2 separate regions of the Mus musculus genome follow, and region 1 is linked to region 2. A link is a contact called in public promoter capture Hi-C data. All regions are on one chromosome and are shown on one strand. Each heading gives the region's core, a stretch centred on a gene start, on an enhancer-like site or on the middle of the called end of the contact. The rest is flanking DNA. Distances are from core to core; before and after follow the strand shown.

Region 1 (2,700 bases), core at 24-2,523, 1.3 Mb after region 2:
CTGTGGAATGGAGATGTTATTTTATTTTATATTTATTGATACTGTGTCAAATTAAAAATGCAAAGAGAATTAAGGAATCAAAAATAATAGAAGCCCAGCTATTCTCCACACTAGATATAGTTCACATTTTAAAAAGTTTCAACTAATTCTTGCAATTGGTTGCGCTACAGTATGCGATTATGTGATTATTCATGTCAATTATGTAAAAATCTCATTACTGAGAGAAAATTTGTTTTTACTGACAGAATAGTAAAAATGGATCTTTGAAAACTATCTGACTTTTTGTATATGAAAAACTGAGGCCTATAAATCTCCCAAGAGCCAGGCACTACCTAATGAAAACTCACCCTTACTTCTCTCAGGCTATACAATTCCTTTCTGGAAACCTAGGCTTTTCTCCAACTAGAGGTTTATAAGGAGCTAAGGGCAACTTCCATTTGTTTCATAGCATTATCTTTTTAAAAGGTGTGTGAAATCGATACACAATGTATTTGCACTTTTCCTGGCAATCATTTTTTTGAAATTCAACTAATTTATTAAAGAGCTATTTTGGCATAGCAGATAGAGCACTGGGCTTCCAGGGCGTATTCTCCCCTGAGCCCAGATCTTAACAACACTACTTACTATGCCATCTTGGCCAGTAAACCTGAGTTCTTTGAGTCTTACATTTCCAATCAATAAAACGGAGACGACTCCTACGTGATGTGGCAGTACCACCAACTGAAGGTACATAGCCAAACAAACGACCCGGTGGATGCTCTTTGAAGGGTAATCACCCGACTGCCTCCGGGAGCCTCCAGAACCAAGATCTCAGGGCTCCTCGGAGCCTCAAAGGCGGGAGCCGCGCCCACATCTTTTCCGCCTCGGTCGGTTTCACCCAAGACCCAGACACCGCTCTGGGCCCCGTTCCGGAGCCCGCTGGAGTACACAGTTTTAGAGCTTTCTTTTCTCTGCCAGAGGCTCACGCTGTTCGGATAGCGCTTCCGGGCCCCTCCACTGCTGCCGACGTTCAGCAGGAATCCAGCACTGCGCTCCATCTTCTTGCCTTTCTGAAACTGACCGAAGGTGAGCAGCCCAGACCGCCGCTAGTCACCGCCCAACTCTGGCCACAGCAATACACTCCATCAGCCAGCTCAGCAGCGGGAGACGCGGAAGTCCGCGTTACCTAGGAAACTGGGGCGGGACCATGCACGGACCGCCTTACGGAGGGTGTGCGCAGGCGCAGAGCCTGGCTCCGAGTACCGCGAGAGTCGCTTCCCGGAAGTTCCACGTCAGTGGGTTGGCCGGTCCACGGGTCGGTGGGTTCCTGAGTGTGTCGCCTTGAGCCTGTGACGGGCAGGGGCTCGCTCGGACAGTCGGAGCCATGGTAAGTCGGGCCTCAGGGGACAGAGAGTGGAGCCCACCGGCTGCGGCGGGTTCCCGGGGCTTCTTGGCTAGGAGCAGTAGCTAGAAGCGGTCTGCGCTGCTACTGCTGCGGCCTGACGGGGTCCTCCTGTCCCGTTGGCGTCCTGGGAGGAAGAAGGCCAGACCGGGAGGCTGCCGTGGTGACACAGTAGTGTAACTGGGTACCCGCGAAGGAGCGGCGCCCCCGACTCTCAGGGCGGTCAGGGCGCCTGTCAGTGCCCTTGCAGTCTGCACCGGGTCCGGTAGTGCAAGTAAATGCTAGAGTCAGGACTCGGATGCCAAAGGCAACTTTGACCAAGTCACTTTATTCTGTCATTGAGGGTGGTGCTTGCTAACCCACCTTCCAGGTTGCGTGAGGTGTTTGGTAGTGTGCAGGCACCACATTGCAAACTTAAGCAGAGGAAAACCAGAACTAAACAAAGTTAAATGTATATGGAGCCAGAGGTGAAATTTCAAATGCTATGGCAGCCCAGCTCGTCGTTTTCTAGTTGATGTTGATTGGGCCTTCTGTGCACACAGAGGATGACCTTTTTGGGGAAGGCCCTGAGATCTGCCTAACTTAGTTTTGAGACATATTTTTAATAGTCAATTAAAAATTGACTTTCCTTCTTCAATGTTTGTGAGTTCCATACCCACACATTGAACCAGCTTTCGGTGGAAGACATTTGAGGAAAACTGTTGTGTGAACATGTGCTGTCATAGTATACAACGACTCTTTACAACTTTGACCCCTGTATCGGTGTTCTAACTAATCTAGAGATGACCAGGAGTGATGGGTAAATTATAAGCACTTAAATAACTGAACGTGAGCGTTTTGATTTGGTGGAGGATACTGGAACCATGTGCAGAGATACTAAAAGATGGCTGTATTTTAAGTCTCGAGTAAAAAGTACAAAACATGACTTTATTTATTTGCTCACTCACCATAGGAGCATTTCACTGTCCTGCATTTTGCTAAACATTTACCAGCTGATTGTCACCGCAGCCTGTGGATAATTATGAGTAATGTTTATGGTGGTTACTATAAGCCGTGCTCTGCTCTAACTGAACTCTGATTTTAATTCTCAGAATGCTAAGAGAGATATTATTATTATCCCTGTTATACAAGTCAAACCTTGGGTGTTAATTAAACTTACTACCATGTGTCTGACATGAGCGCTGCAGCTGAGGCTTCTAGCAAGACTGTGGACCTCATCTATACTACCTGTTCCTCCCGTATTCCCAAATACATATGGTGTGGAGAGAAGGAGCTGGATAAGCACTGAGCCTGCCCTTCAGAAATAAACCACTCCACAA
Region 2 (2,700 bases), core at 86-2,585:
TCACTTCCCTTCAGAACTTCCTGTGTCTTAATTATCTTCCTCCCAAGGTATCTTGGAGGAAATTGCTTCATAACACCCACCCTGCCTAGGGTCTGTGAGGGGCTCTAGTAGTTCTGAGCATGGCAAACACGGCACTAACAAGTTTTGCTCCTCATCCTTCTCCCCCTGGTTAAAAACTGTTAGATTACGTTCCCAAAGTTAGGTCCCAAGGTCCACTGCCTTGTTCGACCACTGGCTAATTTCTGAGACTAAACATGAAGGTCCAACAATCAAAATTCATTATTTGGCCAACTGGTCCAATCAGGTCTTACCAGCTCACCCTAGCACAGACTGCCGCCCCCCCTTTTTCCTCTTAAAATCCCGCTCCTGCAGGAATAACTACTGTTGCTCCCTCGCTTGCCGCTTCTGCTGCCTTTGCAACTCCTTTCCTCCCTCTACCCGACTTGAGCAGGACTCTGCTATTCTTAGAGGGCTACACGGTCTATGCAGCGGATACGTTTTCTTATCTTGTGGCTGGTCGTGCAAAGTAAGGCCCCTAAACATTTCTAATCTCCGGCTGAAGTGTGTGCATCTTGCGTGTAGAGTCCAATGGCAAGTCTGCATTGACCGAATGAGCAAGGCCAGGACTGGTCTTTGCTGACCATGAGAGGGACACTTAAAAATATTTTATTAATTCTTTGGAAATTTCATATGGTGTATTTTGGTCAGATTCACCCCCACTGCTGCCTGTAACTCCTTCTAGTTCTTTCTCTATCTCCTTACCTCCTGACTTCCTGCCATAAAAACAAAACAAAACAACAACAATAAACCATCGGCTCAATTTGTGCTGTGTCAATACTTATGGGTGTGGATGACGGTGGATCTACAAGGAGCCTTTCCTTTAGAGAAAACTGAGTTGCCTTCCCCCTCCCCCAGAACTTATCAACTGTCCATCACTCCTCATTTGGGGTGGGGTCATGAACCCCTTCCCAGGCCATGTTATAATGTTGATTGGCTTATCTTGTGAAGACAGTGACAGGTGCTGACATGAAGCATTAGATGAGGGTCCCAGTTGCCACAATAGACCCTGCAATCCCGTTCTGCAGACCCTGAGTCCAGCACTGGGTTCAGAAAGGGCAACCCCTTTCCTCCCCAAATGTGTGTGTGTGTGTGTGTGTGTGTGTGTGTATGTGTGTGTGTAAGCTGGATGAATCCAGACACCAGGGCTTATAATCTTTCCGGCCAGCAAGCCCTGAGTTCTCTGCCCAGTTCTTGAAATGTGTTTGAAGGAGAACCTTTCAAATAGAGACTTAAGAGCCATGAGATGGCGCCATAGTTCCAGGAAAGTCCACAGAGCCCTTTGAGAGGACAGAATTGCCGGGAACTGGTAATTGAACGCAAACTCCACCCACCTGTCTGTGAGGCTAGTTCTTAGCTCAGAACCAGGGATTAACACCAAGCTGCAGCTAATGAGAATGATGAAAATGTTCCAGAAAGCAAACTTGCAAGACCATTCTTTCCCTCTGTGGACTGAGAAGGGCCTCCCATGCTGGCAGGGACCGTTTCTTACAGAAGGGAAGGAAGCTCGCAGGCTGAACTTCCTACAGAGATCTTGGGAGCCTATTTTCAGAACTACAGAGTCCAGGGAGCTTTCTAGCCCCAGTGTAGCATCTTGGTGGCTGCCACAAAGGCAACTGGGGGCAAAAGGAGGAAGGGTCCCCAGCCTAAGTCCCCATGTTTTCTTCCCCAGGTTCCTGCCTGCCAACCTCTGTATCATCCCCAACATGTCCTTGTCCTACCAATCTTTCAAGGACCAGTTCCCATCATTGCCTTGGGACCTTTACTGTCTCCACATTCTGGAAAGCTGGAGGTTTCATTATGTAACCTAGCCTAGATGTGAGTTCATGACTCCTCTCTCCCCAGTCTTGGCCTCTGGATCTCTGGGTTCACAGTAGGTAGCACCAGGCCTAGCCTGTCCACTTTTGCTTGCCTGTTGCTTCTTGATTCCTCTCTGAGAAGTGATTCCCCTGGGGTTCCGCTACACTTCTTAAGCTTGGGTTGTTTCCTGCACATAGCAAGCACTTCATGGATATTTATGGATATTGGAGAGCATAGTAAAACATGTTTGCTCCATATTCAAAGGGCTGGGAGATGTTTAATAGTAAAGCATAAAAAGGGAGAGCATGTGGGTCATTACTCTTGCTCTCAGAAAGCTATAGATTATGACTTTAGATCATAATCTATAAACTAGCAGTGTGACTGTATTATTATTACTAGAAATAGCATTAATAACAGCACATTTATCGAGTGCCTGATGTGTAGTGTTCACTGTGTTATGCATTTTATATATGTTCTTCATTTAGTTTCCCCAACTAAACCCTTGGAGGTGCCTTTTGAATTTTCCATATGGGGAAAAACAAGGTTAAATAACTTGCTCGAGTTTCTAACTTAGTAGTGGTCAAACTCTGGGATTAGGTTAGTACTGGTCAAGCTTTGTGGGGCTGGACAAACCTACACAGCTTTCCCAGGCCTCTCTCTGAAGGGATCAGGGTCCACAGTGGGCCTTTTGGTCAGTCATACAGAGATGAACCTACTTAGAGTTAATTCTGGGAGGGCTCCTGAGCCCTGCCATGTGGCTGAAGGAGGGCTGCCTGGGAAATGGTGAGAGGCCAGCATCCTGGGAAACTTGCCTGAGGTGATCTCTGCTGTCTTTTAGTAAGC

Evidence for each region. Promoter capture Hi-C pulls out the DNA fragments that hold promoters and counts their contacts.
Region 1: a contact with region 2 is called in a promoter capture Hi-C map of hippocampal neurons, with 14 times the contacts expected there. The contact joins the promoter of Copb2 here to the enhancer-like site in region 2. A contact is called at or near these places in 8 of 39 promoter capture datasets (the SN4741 cell line, cranial neural crest, embryonic stem cells and 5 more) and 2 of 115 datasets of contacts at active chromatin or transcription factors (embryonic forebrain and extraembryonic endoderm stem cells).

The regions. Positions count from the first base shown.
Region 1 is chr9:98,562,458-98,565,157 of GRCm38.p6, forward strand. Copb2 (coatomer protein complex, subunit beta 2 (beta prime)) reads left to right here and starts at 1,274. Exons shown (of 22, transcript NM_015827.2): 1 at 1,274-1,366. The coding sequence starts at 1,364. It overlaps 4930579K19Rik (RIKEN cDNA 4930579K19 gene), which reads right to left and starts at 1,154. Exons shown (of 1, transcript NR_029444.1): 1 at 3-1,154.
Region 2 is chr9:97,296,401-97,299,100 of GRCm38.p6, forward strand. No RefSeq gene overlaps it. Among named protein-coding and RNA genes, the nearest start is that of Gm33357, 5.7 kb to the left of the region's middle. Within about 2 kb of position 1,336, at least 3 of the 459 cell types and tissues checked have an H3K27ac peak or open chromatin away from gene starts, as enhancers often do. A contact at or near this core is called in hippocampal neurons, where this site is marked.